Linked DNA regions of Mus musculus: region 2 is linked to region 1. Evidence: chromatin contacts called from public HiChIP or PLAC-seq data. All regions are on one chromosome and are shown on one strand. Each heading gives the region's core, a stretch centred on a gene start, on an enhancer-like site or on the middle of the called end of the contact. The rest is flanking DNA. Distances are from core to core; before and after follow the strand shown.

The links. HiChIP or PLAC-seq counts read pairs in DNA pulled down with a chosen protein or histone mark.
Region 2: an H3K4me3 HiChIP or PLAC-seq map of bone marrow-derived macrophages shows a contact between it and region 1, with 5 times the contacts expected there. The contact joins the promoter of Nufip1 here to the enhancer-like site in region 1. A contact is called at or near these places in 1 of 39 promoter capture datasets (the C10 cell line), 2 of 484 Hi-C or Micro-C datasets (B cells and the N1E-115 cell line), 14 of 115 datasets of contacts at active chromatin or transcription factors (T-cell acute lymphoblastic leukemia, bone marrow-derived macrophages, double positive thymocytes and 8 more) and 2 of 9 other capture datasets (adipose tissue and liver).

What each region holds. Positions count from the first base shown.
Region 1 is chr14:75,826,149-75,834,085 of GRCm38.p6, forward strand. No RefSeq gene overlaps it. Among named protein-coding and RNA genes, the nearest start is that of Gm4285, 15 kb to the right of the region's middle. Within about 2 kb of position 2,878, at least 147 of the 459 cell types and tissues checked have an H3K27ac peak or open chromatin away from gene starts, as enhancers often do. A contact at or near this core is called in B cells, the N1E-115 cell line, adipose tissue and 5 more, where this site is marked.
Region 2 is chr14:76,107,374-76,115,310 of GRCm38.p6, forward strand. It overlaps Nufip1 (nuclear fragile X mental retardation protein interacting protein 1), which reads left to right and starts at 3,518. Exons shown (of 10, transcript NM_013745.5): 1 at 3,518-3,953; 2 at 4,551-4,624; 3 at 6,802-6,900; 4 at 7,605-7,667. The coding sequence starts at 3,560. It overlaps Gpalpp1 (GPALPP motifs containing 1), which reads right to left and starts at 3,442. Exons shown (of 8, transcript NM_026177.3): 1 at 3,244-3,442; 2 at 1-80. The coding sequence starts at 3,331.

The DNA.
Region 1 (7,937 bases), core at 1,628-4,127:
TCTAATAACCCCAGAACTGGGATGTAGGCACAGGAGGATCTGGAGCCTGCTGGCCAGCCTGTCTAGCCAATTGGTAAGATAGAGGTTCAGTGAGAAATACTCTCAAAAATAGACAGACAGACAGACAGACAGACGGAAAAGGGAAAGAGGTGTCTCAGTGATTAAGAGTAATTTTTGGTTTGGGGGTTTATTTTTAGGGAACCTGGGTTCAATTCCCTGCACCCATGTAGTAGTTCATAACCATCTCTAACTCCTGTTTCAAGGTATCCAGTTATGCCCTCTTCTCATCAGCAGCAGGCAATGCATGTGGTGCACACATATGCAGAAAAAACACTCATACATAAAGTCTAAAAAAAAAATGAGGTAGAGGGGCAGGAGAGATGGTTCAGCAGTTAAGAGCACTGACCGCTCTTGCAGAGGTCCTGGTCAATTCCCAGCAACCACATGGTGGCTCACAACCATCTGTAATGGGATCTGATGCCCTCTTCTGGTGTGTCTGAAGACAGAGACAGTGTACTCACATACATTAAATAAATATTTTTTTTTAAAAATTAGGTAGAAAGCAGACAGAGAAGACCTCTAACATGCACACACACACACACACACACACACACACACACAAGGTTGGGGAGATTAATCTGCTGCCCTCTTCAGTTCCTGGGTCTCAGAATGAGGCACAACTTAAAGATTCAGTCCCTGTCTTTGCCCATTGGCCTTTGGAGTGACAGCCCAAGCTCTGTAGTCCAGTTAAAATTCCAGAGGGATAAAATCAGAGTCAAAGGCTTGGGTTAGACCCAGTTCTTCCTGGAATTGGAACCAGTGTGACCCTGAACAAATGGCTCCCCTTTTCTAAGCAAGCAACATCAGTGACCTTTAACCTCTTAACCCATTCCACCTGCTTCCCTAGGTAGAGAGGATGATCAAGCCGGTAGCATGTGTAGGAAGATTTTATAGAATCTGGAATGTATTTCTGTTTTGACTTCCTAAAGTTCAAAGACCTAGTTTTGGCCCCAGTGCTTGACTCACAGTTGGGACTTATGCAAGCATATGACTGAAAGGAACAAACTGGGCCAGATTCTCTTCCAGGCAGTGTCTAGAGTTACTACTGCTGTGATAAAACACCACGACCAGAGCATCTTGGGGAGTTGAGGGTTTGTTTAGCTTACACTCCCATATCGTTGCTCATTACTGAAGGAAGTCAGAACAGGGACTCAAACAGGGTAGGAACCTGGAGGCAGGAGCTGACTTAGAGGCCATGGAGGGGGGCTGCTTACTGACTTGTTCTCCATGCCTTTCTCAGCCTGCTTTCTTATAGAACCCAAGACCACCAGCCCAGGGATGGCACCACCCACAATGAGCTGGGCCCTCTCCATCAATCACTAATTAAGAAAATGCCCTACAGCCTGCCTAGAGCCCCATTTTATGAACACATTTTCTCAATTGAAGTTCCCTCCTCTTCAGGTGGCTTTAACTTGTGTCCAGTTGACATAAAACTAGCCAGCACAAGGCTTATTAGACCCATATCTGAAAGGAACAAACTGGGCAAAATTCTCCTCCTGGCAGTATCTAGGGAGAGGTGTGAGGGCAAGGGTCATTCAACTGAGTCCTAAAGAAAGTGTGCTCTTTTTGAAACTAAAGACAAAGGCATTTCTTTGTAATTTCCCAGGATAAAGTATAATCATAACTTGTGTGTATCACTGAATATCTGATCAGGACACCTCCCTAGTCCCAGGGAAGTCTTTGAAGGGGAAACATTGGCTCAAATATGACTGGAAAGCTCCGCTGGCATCATTTAATGCACAGAAGGGGAGGCCCTGGGTGCGAGCTAGAGATAGCCCTTTACACAAAAGGAAATATGGGGCTCTAATTTCACTTGACCTAGAAACCTGAGACTTACTGGCTGAGAGCTGTGGCAGAGCAGCTCAGACAGTTCCCTGCTGAGCTAGGAGAGAGGAGAGCTAGGAGAGTGGGTTGAGGAAGGCCAGTGAAGAACAGAACCGGGCAGAGTGGACAGTGTGGAGTGTCGGTGCAAACAGTGACCGATTAAAAGCAGCAACAGACATAGGAACACAAGGGGCATGTTCGGAAGGAAACCAAATGGAAGCCGCCATTCAGTCCGCCTTACCTCGGTGCACAAAACTGTTATATAATACCCAACTTCCGCTGTGCACATCTGTTTTCCAAAACTTTCCATCACTACTCCAGAGTCCCATCTGCCCTGGTGACATTTTCCCAGGGGAAAAGCAAATAGCTCCTGCCTCAGGGTGAGGCCAGGACAGAGCTGGACAAGCAGGCTTGACCACTCAGTCCGGAGTTCCTCCCCTCCGGCTCCCTGCCTGTCCAGCACGTCGCCAGGTCAGCCCCCTCACCCCCTTACGCATCAGCCTCTGCCCGGTTCTTCTTGACAACTTGCCTCTCCTCTCTACAGGAGCCCTCCTCCCAGGTCTCAGTGTGGTGGCACTTCTCACCAGCTAAGTCTCTGCTCAATGGCACCTCTTTGGAGAGACCTTGCATGACACACAGCATTAAATAGGACAAAAAAAAAAATCCAGTTTCTGTGATTGTGCTCCGCGGCCTCTCCGTAGAATGCATCCTTGCTTACTGTAGCATCCCTAACCCTTCAACCCCTTTGAACAATCCCTTTAAGAAGGTGTTAGCGTTGAGTAACTATGTGGAGCGTTCCAGTCGATATAACAATGCCATTCTTTATTATTACTCTAGATATTTTCCTTCTTTTAAGCCTTATCTTTTGGATAATATGGTAACGATGACCCCAAAGAAGAGTAGGAACCACCCCCACGTGCAGCAGTGGCGAGGAGTGGCGACAGCGGCTGGGCAGGCAGGGAGGCAGCGGAAGTACAGATAGCCCAGCTATGGCCCTGCGCCAACTCCTGTTGTTGCCAGTTCTCAAATCACAAGACTGGATGGTGTTCCGCTCCACAGGAACAGAGAGAACTCTTAAAACAGCCACACCTGCCTTTGATTCAGAGTAGACCAGTCTTAAATCCTCGCTGCCAACAGCCGGATACCCTTTCAGCCTTGAAGCAAACTTGGGCGGCAGACGGAACAGCATCATCTTTATCACCTACGCTCTGCTAGTGGCGGTGGGGCGGGGACACACGGAAAAGTCACAGAGATAAATAAGAGACTCAGAGTGGAACCAGAGGCATCTCTTCCTCACCCAGTCAGCTGAGTAGGACCTAGAAATTCCCGCCAGTGGGTCCCAGACCTCTTAATTTGCGGGAGCATCCTCAGAAGAGAGCCCAGAGACCGCCTGATTCCTGCGGGACTAGAACCTTTGGGGGTGCCTGCCAGAAATCCGTCTTTTTTTAAAAAAACCTCTCCAAATCCTTCTGCCTCTCTTCAAGTTCTGCTCTGATTTTCCATCCAGCATTTGGAAACCGATCAGATCCTTCCTACCTTCAGCTTTGAGGACCGCACTCGGTGATCTCGGCATCGCCATCTGCCGGACACACTGCGGAACTACAACTGCAGCGCTCTCTAATGCTTCACTCCAGCTATGCATTCCCACTGCTTCGGAATACAGAGAAAGAAAAGGTGTTTGCTATGGCGAGCTCAGCCAGTACTGCAGATCTGCTGCTGAGAGAGTGTTTAGCAATTGAATCTATTAATACACGAGCACATAAACAAATGAATTAAGAATTCGTGCTGGAGGGTAGCTTCGTGGCATGGCAGCTGCACAAGAGGCCCTTGGTTCAAACACCGGCGTTTTAGAAAATTGCCTTTAATTAGAACAATAATAAGCAAAACACTCGAAGAAGAAAAGCAAGCACACGATCGTTTATTCAAATGTTGAGATCACCCGTGGGTGGAGGGTACAGTTGCCTAGACTTCATTATTCATTTCCTCATTCGGTTTTTCAAAAAGTATGTTTGGGGTGAGCTGGCGAGATGACTCAGTGGTTAAGAGCGCCGACTGCTCTTCCAGAGGTCCCGAGCTCAAATCCCAGCAACCACATGATGGCTCACAACCATCCGTAACGAAATCTGATGCCCTTTTCTGGAGTATCTGAGGACAGCTACAGTGTACTTACATATAATAAATAAATCTTTAAAAAAAATGTTTGGGACCCAGCAGGGGTGGCAATGCCTTTAATCCCAACACTTGGGAGGCAGAGACAGGAGGATTTCTGAGTTCGAGGCCAGTCTGGTATACATAATGAGTTCCAGGACAGCTGGGGCCATACCTATTCAAACCACCACATCAGGCTAGCTTCAAACTCACAGAGATCCCACTACTTCTGTCTCCTGAGTGCTGGGATTACAGGCAGCCATCATGCCTTCTTAGCTTTTACCTGCATTCTGGGGATCTGAACTTTTGCTCAGTGTATGTGATCCATCCACTGCGGCTTCAACTTCCCAACCCCCTCAATGATATTATCCTTTTTTTGAGACAGGATAGCCCTGGTTGTCCTAGAACTCATTTTGTAGCCCAGGCTGGTCTCAAACTCATAGATGTCTGCATCCCTCTGCCTCCCAAGTGCTGAGATTAAGTGGGCGCCACCAACACCCGGCCCAGTCTTTGATCATCTGTGAAACAAAACTCCTTAATTCTTTTGGTGGGGCAAGATAGATTTTGAGTTATGGCCCCCACAGACTCATGTGTTTGAATGTTTGGTCCATCGCCAGTGGCATTATTAAAAGGTGTGGCCTTGTTGGAGGAAGTGTGTCACTATGGGGATGGGCTTTAAGGTCTCCTATGCCCACATTATGCCCAGTATGGCACAAAGTTCCCTTCTGCTGCCTGAGGATCAAGATGTAGAACTTTCAGGTCCCTCTCTATCTCCATGTCTGCCTGCATTCCACCATGCTTCCCACCATGATGCTCATGAAACTGTAAGCCAGCCTCAATTAAATGCTTTCCTTTATAAGAGTACACTTGGTCATGGTGTCTCTTCAGCAATGAAATCCTAAGACGACAAATCATCTTAAGGTCTACATATCAGCGGCTGGAGATATGGCTCAGTGGTTAAGAGCACTGACTGCTCTTCCAGAGGTCCTGAGTTCAAATCCCAGCAACCATATGCTGGTTTACAACCATCTGTAATGAGATCTGATGCCCTCTTCTGGTGTGTCTGAAGACAGCTACAGTGTACTTATATAATAAATAAACAAATCTTTTTTTTTTCTGGTTTTTCGAGATAGGGTTTCTCTGTATAGTCCTGGCTGTCCTGGAACTCAGGACATGTAGACCAGGCTGGCCTCGAACTCAGAAATAAATCTGCCTGCCTCTGCCTCCCAAGTGCTGGGATTAAAGGCATGCGCCACCACTGCCCAGCAAATAAATCTTAAAAAAAAAAAAAAAAGGTCTACATGTCAGGGAAGCCAGAGCTGTGAATATGTGAATAGAGACCCTCTGTAACAAAGTGAAGTGTGATGTAGAAAAAAAAAAAAACATCAACTTTAAGTCTCCACAAAACCCCACATACATGTGAACACCTATACATGTACACAAGCCACACACATATAAAGATGAAAAAAATACAAATACTTCAAAAGTTCTGTGAACAATATATAATGACACACACTTTCCACCCAGCACCAGGGACATGAAGGTAGGAGAAACCATGTCTCAAAAAACCAAAAAAACCCAAAAAAAAATATATATATATATTTATATTTATATTTATGTTTATATTTATATATAAGTACACTGTAGCTATCTTCAGACACACCAGAAGAGGGCATCAGATCTCATTACAGATGGTTGTGAGCCACCATGTGGTTGCTAAGATTTGAACTCAGGACCTTTGGAAGAGCAGTAGGTGCTCTTAACTGCTGAGCCATCTCACCAGCTCCTGTATCTTTTATCATACTGTCTTAGTTAGGGTTTCCATTGCTGTGAAGAGACACCATGACCAAGGCAACTCTTATGAGGACAACATTTAATTGGGACTGGCTTAAAGGTTCAGTCCATTATCATCATGGCAGGAAGCATGGCAGCATGCAGGCAGACACGGTGCTGGAGAAGGAACTAAGAGTTCTACTTCTTGAGTCTAAAGAAGACTGCTCTCCAGGCAGCTAGGGTATTAAAGTCCACCCCACCCTCCACAGTGACACACTTCCTCCAACATAGCCACACCTACTCCAACTGGGCCACATCTCCTAATAATGCCACTCCCTGTTTGTCCTAGAAGTCAATTTATAAACCAGGTTGGCTTGAACTCAAGGGCTATGCCTACCTCTACTTCCAGGGTGCTGAGATTAAAGGGGTGTGCCATCACGCCCAGTGCTGCCAAGTACTTTACCACACAAAGTAACAATAAACTGTTATGTGCCAGACTTTTAAAAAGATCTTTTGGGAGCTGGAGAGATGGCTTAGCAGTTAAGAGCACTGACTGCTCTTCCAGAAGTCCTGAGTTCAATTCCCAGCAACTACATGGTGGCTCACAACTATCTGATGCCCTATTCTGGTATGTCTGAAGACAGTGACAGTGTACTCACATAAATTAAACAAATCTTTAAAAAAATCTTTTAGGTTTATGTGTATAAATGTTTTGCCTGACACCGGGCAGTGGTAGCACATGCCTTTAATCCTAGTACCCGGGAGGCAGAGGCAGGCGGATTCCTGAGTTCGAGGCTAACCTGGTCTACAGAGTGAGCTCCAGGACAGCCAGGGCTACACAGAGAAACCCTGTCTCAAAAAACAAAAAACAAAAACAAAACAAAAAATGTTTTGCCTGTATGTATATTAACCACCTGTGTGCCAGGTACCCAGGGAGGTGTGGAGAGAGTGGTGCTGGTAGAACTGGGATTGGTTGGAACTGGAGTCAGTAGTGAGGCACCACGTGGGTGATGGGAACCAAACCCAAGTCCTACACACACACACACACACACACACACACACACACACACATCACACACACCGTGGTAACCAAAACAGTTCTTCAGAATAAGAAGTAAGAAGTTTCGGTGCCCTAAACTGGAATTATTTCGTTCATGAATGTTGGCATTCCTTCTAGGCTCAGTTACCTGGCAACAGCCAGGTAGGCGTGGCTTTCTACAAAAGTGACAGTTTGGCTCCTCCTCCATGTCTCTGCCCCTTCTGTCTCTCTTCTCTCCCTGACCCCTTTCTCCCTCTCTTCCCTTCCCCCTCCATCCCCTCTCTCTGCATGTTCCTGGCCAGCCTCTCCCCTCCTCTTCTCTCTCTCTCTCTTTTCTTTCTCTCTGTCCTCCTTTGTCCCTTCTCAGCTCCTCTTTCCATGCCCCCAAATACTCTATTCTATAGCATATATCTCCTTAGGCTGGTACCTCAGGAGGAAGGGATGCTTCAGTATGAGCCCGCCAAGGCACCCCTCCCACCTCACCATACTGTGCCCTACTAAACACATCCTCGTCTTTTTTAAAGCACAACAATGAGGGCGGGTGCGATTTGATGTACACACCTTTTAAAGGTCCCAGGACTTCTCAACACTCCTACACTGGAGCTTTCAGTGTGACCTCTAGTGATGAGAACGCATGTTCAATCCACAGCACCCACGGGCCTGAGAACAGGAAAACGCCAAGAAACCCAGAGTGTCTGGGAAGCACTGAAGCCAGCAGCCAGCGGCAGAGGCATGGGAGGCAAGGAGTCCACAGTGGAACTGAAGATGCTGGGGCAGCCAAGCTGGAGGAGCTGTAGAAAGGAGGGCTCGGGCAATAAAAGGTAAGGGTCAAAGTCTGATCTGAGTTCAATCCCAGCGACACACATGATGGAAAGAGGAAACTGACTCCCGCAAATTGTCCTGACATTCACAAGAACGCCACGACTGGTTCACATGTGCACACACACACACACACACACACACACACACACACACACACACACACATAAATATTAGAAAAAAAAATTTAAGAAGAAAGAAGGTGCATGTAACAGGAGGGAAACAGAGCCAGGAAATCCAAGAGCAGACGCTGCCATGGAAACAGTGGGGGGAG
Region 2 (7,937 bases), core at 2,268-4,767, 280 kb after region 1:
TAAAGAACTACTGTCCTCGTCACTGTCTGAGGAGTCTGAACTGCAGCTTCTGTAATTAGGGGGCAGAGCTGGCCCTGCAACTGTGAAAGTTTAGATGGATGTGTTACAGCCCTTTCACCAAATCCTCCTGATGGAAATGGGTCTTTTCATAGCCACAGTAGGCTAGCATTTACTATGGACTTATGTCTTCTAACTATCTATCCACCTACCAACCCATCCACCCACTGAGGATGTATCAGTAAATACAAAGAAACCAACGTAAAAAGGTCAGTCCAGACAAAGTGCTTATATTGAAACTTTAAAAACATGTGTCTGTGTGGAGGGGGGCAATTTGGAAGACAGTGGCCAGGGCAGGTCACTCTGACAAGGCATTTGGTAGACTTAAGTGACAAGACAACAGTGGTCATACAGCAATCCAAAAGAACATTCTAGACAGGAAGAGTCAGCAGGAGAGAATACACTATGTACTCGCCACCAATGCTGGAGGCTGAAGAGGTTGTACTTCTAATACAAAGGAGGGAAAGGCTGCAAGCTTTGGAGCTGGAGTCTTTGGCTTTGAATCTGGACTTTGCCACTTACTAACTATATGATTGTGTAAGTTAAACTGCTTGTGTTACTTTGTTGCTCTGTAAAATGTGGCCGATAAAGTTTAAATCTTAGACCAGGAGTCCTCAATAGAAGGAAACATTGAAGAATGTTACAGAGATGAACCCTGAGGGCATTTATGAAAAGTGCTACTTATAGTAGCTGACACCATTTGTAACACACATACCATCCACCATCTTTTCTTATACAGTTGATGGAAGGGTTAAACAGACAGACTGTTTGAGCCCCACACCTCCAAGGTACTTAATTCAGCATATTCACAATACAGAACAGCAACTATTAAGAACTGTGGGCAGGGAGATATGGGGGGTTGTTGCTCAACTTTCAATTCCAGAGATGAAGTGGTAGTGGCAGCTACACAAACAGTATGAATATAACTAATGCCACTGAAAAGTATGCTTTAAAATAGCGAATGTAATAGATCCAATAAATATCTTATGATAACATGAAAGAAAAAACCTAGTGCCTTAGTTAGGGTTACTATTGCTGTGATGAAAAATTATGACCAAAAGCTTATGTCAAGCTGACAAAAAGACCACTAACCAGCAATAGCAACACCTGCATATCTGTGTTTACTGATGCCCTAGTCACAACACAGAGGAAGGAAATGAAGCCAGTCTAAATGTCCATCAACAGATAAATGGATAGCAGAAATATGGTGTAAAATACACAGTGGGATTTTACTCAGCTGTAAATAAAAATGAAGTCACAAAAGTTCTAGAAAAGTGGATATAACTGGAAAGTGTTCTATAGTGAGGTGACCCAGTTTCAGAAAGGCAAATACACAGTCCTCTCTGATGTTCATACAAGTGCATATTAAGTGGGCTGAGTACGGATATAAGCTATGAAACTAGAAAAGAGATTATGAGGGGGTTAAAAGAGGTATTGAAGAATAGGGGACACACATGAGACACAGAAGGGGAAAGGAGGTTATGGGAGATGCCTGAAGGCTAAAAGAGATAAGAGGGGGTGGGAAGAAGAATTAACAAAAAGTTTTGTTTAAAAAATGACATAATTCGGTCTTAAGGATGGCTCAGGCAGCAGTTAAGAGTGTACACTGCAGAGGCCCCAAGTTCAGATCTCAGCACCCACATCTGGAGGCTCCCAACTGCCTGTAACTCCAGTTTCAAGGGTCCACACAACTCCTGTTCTCTTCAGGTACTTGCATTCACACGCACATACCCACACACAAACACATGAATATAAATAATGGAACCTAATGCTGTGTATGCCAATTTTACAAACTACAGATCAAGAAGACAAAAGAAATTTCAATAAGAAATAAGCAAAAGACTATCAGAGCACAGTGGTAAAAAGATAATAAAAAATTAGAAAAGTGTTCAATTTAATTTCTCACAAGAAAATACAAGTTTAAATTACTACAAAATATGGCTTCAAAACACCAGATTGAAAAGACAGAGGAAAATGATTAGGGAGAACATGGAACAATCAGAACTCCTATACTCACTGAGGGCTTTGGTAAACTGGTAGGATTCTGAAACTGAGGGTGTATAACAGAGGAGATAGATAGACGGACAGACAGATAGATACACATGCACACACATACACAGTGCATAGTGGCACTCTTTGTAAGAGTTAAAAACAAAAACAAAACCAGAATCTACCCAAATGTCTGTTACCTGTACAATAGGTAAAGAAATTGCAGGGGATTTACCAAATTGAATTCACTCATACTTCTTCAACCTAACTGGGTAGAAATTTCCTTCCTAAAACAAAGAATAAAGGGAATTTTTAAAAATAACGGCACTAGAAATAAGATCTGGAAGGAAGAATCTGCCGGAGACATAGTCTCTGGGTAGCCAGAAAAACAAAGTCAGATCAACATTCTGTCAGTTTTGTTCTTTCCCAAGTAGAGTCAGCGCCGGCCTTCAAACTGGAACAAACACTAAAGCCGGAAAAGCATGAAAGAGTGTGCGAGGTATTGATGTGGCATAGATGCATGTTAAGGTTGCAAGACACAGTGAATTGGTGGAGACTGAGATATCCACAAATTAGTTGAACAGAATGTGTTAAATATTAGCGTAACTGGGGAGAGGAAAACCCGGAGGAAGACGTGACAATGCTCGGGAAGGTGACGCTTAAACTGGTATATGAAGGACGTTTTGTCAGGCATTTAAGTACAACCATAGCACCCCCAAAAGTCTATCGTCAAAGCATAAACTCGAACTGTGTGGGCACTGGGCTGCTGTGTAAGATGGAATGATAGAATGAGGTCGGGAAGTCAGGCCGGGGAGGAGAGAGGCACAGGATCTTTGGCAAGAGTCTTGTAAATCTGAAGATATAGAGATACTAGGTTCTAACTTGGGCTTCATCACGGACTAGCTGCGTGTCTTAGGCACCGATTCATCAGCCGCTGTCATCATTTGTAACACATGCACCATCCATCATCTTTTCTTATACAGTTGATGGAAGGGTTAAACAGACGACCGGACGAAGATTGATCAGTTAGCACAGTCCTATTCGTAATAATAGCAAATTGGGACTGTATAGTCATTTTAACGATGATCGGGTCCCAAACACTCAGGCGTTGCCCAGCTTTTCCCCCAGGGCGGACCGCGCCCACTCCACGGTGGTCGCCAGTCCTTCCCGGGAGTGCAGACGCCCGCTGCTGCTTACCCGGGCTCGGGTCCCGTTCCTCGTCCTCAACTGTCGCGTGCTCCTTGAAGCCTGGCGGCAGTGCCGGCCCGATCAGGTCCCTAGCCATTCGCTGCGACGCACAGTCGCTCAAAGCCCAAGCCAACCTGCACACGCAGTTTAGCTAAACCCAGGCTGGACGGTGTAGACCAGGATTTGCTGCAAGGCCCGAAGGTTTTTCCGGCTTTGTCTGATGACGTAAGCCCGCGATGGGCTCATTGGCCAGATTACTGTAACGGAAGTGACGCTTAATGATAGTTCCACAGTTGCACTTTGGGCTCGCTGCTTGCTAGGTGGCATGGCTGAACCGGCACCCGCCGTGTGGCCTTCGGCCCCGGATCTGACTCCCGCGCCCGGGACTCCGAGCGAAGCTGCGCCGCCGCGGGACAACTGGGTGTACTGGGCCATGCTGCCGCCGCCACCACCTCCTCTGTCGTCCCCAGTGGCGGGCTCGGAGCAGAGCCGGAAGGGACAGCCTCACGTGCTGCCCCAGCCTCCCTCCGGAGCGCTTCCACCGTTCGATGCTCAGATTCTTCCCGCGGCGCAGCCTCCTTTCGATGCCCAGGCTCCGCCCGATGCTCAATCTCAGTTCAGCGGCCAGCAGGCCTGGAATTTGCAAGCCTCCACGCCTTGGTACTGGGGATTGTCTCCTAATGGTTTTTCCACGTACCACACGTCTTACCAATCTCCGGGTAAGCTGCAGTTCCTAGTGGCCCTACTTTACTTTCTCTTTCTTTCCTCTCCCAGCTTTCTCTTTTTATCTCTCAGCTTTGCGCTGTAGTTTTGGAGGCTGGTAATGAGTATTCAAAATGTGTCTCACTAGGTTTCCTGCCACCTGCTCATCCAAAATTTTATTAATTTAACCCAACTATAAAACTGGGGACTACTTGCATAGCAGTAAACAAAACATACAAAAATCCATACCTTTTGAGAGCTTCCTATCCCCTCAGTGTAGGAAGACGCGATACAGGAGATAAAACTAGGTATTAGGAAGTAATGATTGTATGTATGCATTAGAAAAGGATTGATTGGGGGGGAGGTGGAGAAATGGGTTGGCGATGAGACTCTATTGCTCTTGCAGAGGACCAAAGCTCGGTTCTCAACATCCACACTGGGCTCTCAACTGCCTGTAACTCCAGCCTCAGAGGAGCCGATAGCTTTCTTCTGGCCTCCAAGAGTACCTGCACTCCATGCTACCTACACAGTTTTTGTTTTTAATCTAAGAAAAAAATGATCAATAAACAATTGTACCTTTGCAATCTTAAATGAAACCCTCTTTTCTTTTTTAGTTACACATTCTTATTTTCCACGATCACATGATGCAAAATTCAATTTGCCTCAAAACAGAAAACAGAAAACGAAGGTAATTCCAAGATGATAAATGTGGCCTTTTGAACTTGAATGTTACTGCTCTATATATTAAGTTGTAACTGTCAGTGTTTCACATCTGTGGTGGACATGGAGAGCTTTACTTGGGTAGTATGTTTAAGGAACTTAATTATAAGTAAAATGTTGAAACAAAATAGTATTGAAAAATAAATGATGAAATTATAGGAAAAGAAAGAACATTAAAACCGTCTTGGTGCCAGGCGGTGGTGGCTCACACCTTTAATCCCAGCACTCGGGAGGCAGAGGCAGGTGGATTTCTGAGTTCGAGGCCAGCCTGGTCTACAAAGTGAGTTCCAGGACAGCCAGGGCTGCACAGAGAAACCCTGTCTCGAAAAAACAAAACAAAACAAAAAACAAAACAAAACAAAAAACAAACAACTGTCTTGGTACAGACTTAGTAGGGGTTATGCTTACAAATAAATGTGAGTGTTAAAACCAGTGAAGTTTATTTAAAACCTAGGGGTTGAAGAACCCGTTCACAGGGATTGCGGATCAGATATGCTGCATACCAGATGTTTACGTTACAGTTCGTGACGGCAGCAGAATTACAGTTATAAAGTAGCAGCGAAAGTAATTTTAGGGTTGGGGGGGTCACCAGAACATGAGGAATGTATTAAAGGGTTACAACATTAGGAAGTTTGAGAACCACTAGTTCAAAAAACTATGAAGATTGGGACTGACAGCTGGAACTTTAGGAGAAGACTGGGAATCCCAAGTTTTTCTTAACTGAGTTGGAAGCCAAGCCAAATTGTAATAACAAATCTTTTATTTTTCATAATCTTGCTGTTTTTTGGTTTTTGTTTTTTTTTGTTTTTTGTTTTTTTTGTTTGTTTGTTTGTTTGTTTTTTCGAGGCAGGGTTTCTCTGTATAGCCCTGGCTGTCCTGGAGCTCACTTTGTAGACCAGGCTGGCCTCGAACTCAGAAATCCACCTGCCTCTGCCTTCCGAGTGCTGGGATTAAAGGCATGCGCCACCACGCCCGGCATCTTGCTGTTTTTTGAGACAGGATTTCTCTGTTTAACAGATCCCTGGCTGTCTTAGATTCAATTAGTAGATCAGATTCAGCCTGCTTCTACCTCCCTTCTAGTGCTGGGATTAAAGGTGTGAGCCCCCATGCCCAGCAATCTTGGCTGCTTTTTAGTGTAGAAGAATCTGTGAAATAAAAGCAGAGCGCCCCCCTTCCTTTTTTTTTTTTTTCTTGTTAAATTCAAGCTATAATCTAATGTTTCTAATTTAGGAGAGTTTATATTTACCCAAGTTGTGTGCATGTCTTAAATTCAGACAGGATATATTGTGTTATTAATGTTTTTGTTCTGGTTGTAAGGTTTTCATCTTTTCAATACTGGGTATTTGTCATTGTTATGAAAGCCTTTTTCTTATTTTACATTTATTTCTGTTGGGAATGGGTGTGTATGTGTGGAGTTAAGAAAATACCTTGCAGGTGTCAGTTAGCCTACCATGTGGGTCCCGGGGAATTGAACTCAGGTCCTAAGGCTTGGCAGCAGGTGCTTTTACCCGCTGAGGCCTCTCTCTGACTGGGCAACCTTTTTTTCTTTTTTTTTTCAAATGAGGAATGATGCCTGGTTATGCCTCACAAGCAAATGCTACATTAACACGGGTTTTCTTTATTATTTCCTGAACCTAACTTACAGACCAGGTTTCCTCTTCTTTAAGTCACACAATTAGTTTAGAGTAAGTTGACTAGTGTCTAGAACATGAAATTAGTGTCCTTTTACTGTGAAAGCTGTGCAACTCATACTGTAAGTATTACAGGAGTACAACTTATCAATGAACAGTCCATTTAATGTTAACAGTAGCATAATATTTAAAAAACGGAGAGTACTTCTATGTCAGTTTCTAGCCTAGTAACATCCTCTATGAGATATGAGTACTTCTGGAACGTGACAGGTGCTGTACCGAATCTTCATTAGGTCTCCAACTTGAAATCTATTTAGAGTTTGCGTTAGCTCTTTTTAGATTTAAATTTTGCCTATTGTGCTTGAATTTTGCTATATTGATTTTTTTTTAAAGGAAGCCTCCCCACCCCAGGGGTATGTTTTAAAACAAGTCAAATATGTATTCCTGGGGTCTTTGTGTTTGGTTAAACGGAGATTTCCCACCATAGTCTTAAACTGCTTCTTTTGTTTTGCAGAAAAGAAAGGAACCGGTTTTCCATTTTTTCTGTGATACCTGTGATCGTGGCTTTAAAAATCAAGAAAAGTATGACACACACATGTCTGAACATACAAAAGTAGGTTTTCATGGTTGTTCTGAACTGATACAGAGATGGCCTTTAGTTTGTATTTTTGGTAAACTTACTTTCCTCATAAGTTAGATTTTAAAGAAATGTTTGCTGACTTGCTGCATGGGGACAGTACTTGGGGTTTGGGGTGGGGAGCCCACTGCTTCATGGAGAGGAGGGCCTGTGGCAGCATTTGCATATGTGCCCCTCCATGGCTACCTGGGAGGGAAGAGAGCTGTGCCTCCCATGTGGTCACCCTAGGAGAGACTCTGAGTGCCAGCCCTCTGTAGCTGTCTTGACCTGCAGCTGTACCTTGTGATGTGTCATTACTTGCTGTCCTCTAAATACAGACCAGACGCTAAGTGATTTTAAAATGTAAGCCATTTAGAATGCTTGAAAAGGTTTTGTGTTTGTTTTTCAAAGGAGCTTCTTGGTTTGGATAGATTCATTCTGAGGAGTGCCTGTCACTGTTCGGAATGAGGAACATTTTAGCTTCACTCAAACTGAGAAGGAAGTGAGACTGGTGGTTGCGCTGCTCACCACGGGGATGCCAGTCCTTTCTAAGTGCAGCTCTGTGTCAGAGTGATCTTGTTTGCTAGTGGCCTAAGAATGAAAGAAGGGTGTAGCACAGGTGGAATAATTGTTAGACCAGAGTCTGGAGACCCCTGGTGGTGTGGATCATTTAACTATCCTTTTGCTGTTAAACTTTTCAGTGCCCTGAAGTAGATTGCTCCTTTAGTGCACATGAGAAGATTGTCCAGTTCCATTGGAGAAATGTAAGTTCTTATGGCCTTTTTCACCCTTTTAAAATGTTTCTCTGTGTATGCTAACAATTAGTAATATCCATGCAGGGTTTTCTACTTTGTAAGGAAGTTTTATATCTCTTACACTATTTTAGTCTCAAACCATGCAAAATAGATAAATATTAACTTCTCCTGACAAGATTAGAAAGAATGAGTTGCCTGCTCAGAACTGATTCTTGCACTTGCAAGTTGTGTGTTGGTTTTCCCATACCATGCTTCTTAAAATGATCCTGTCTGTGGATG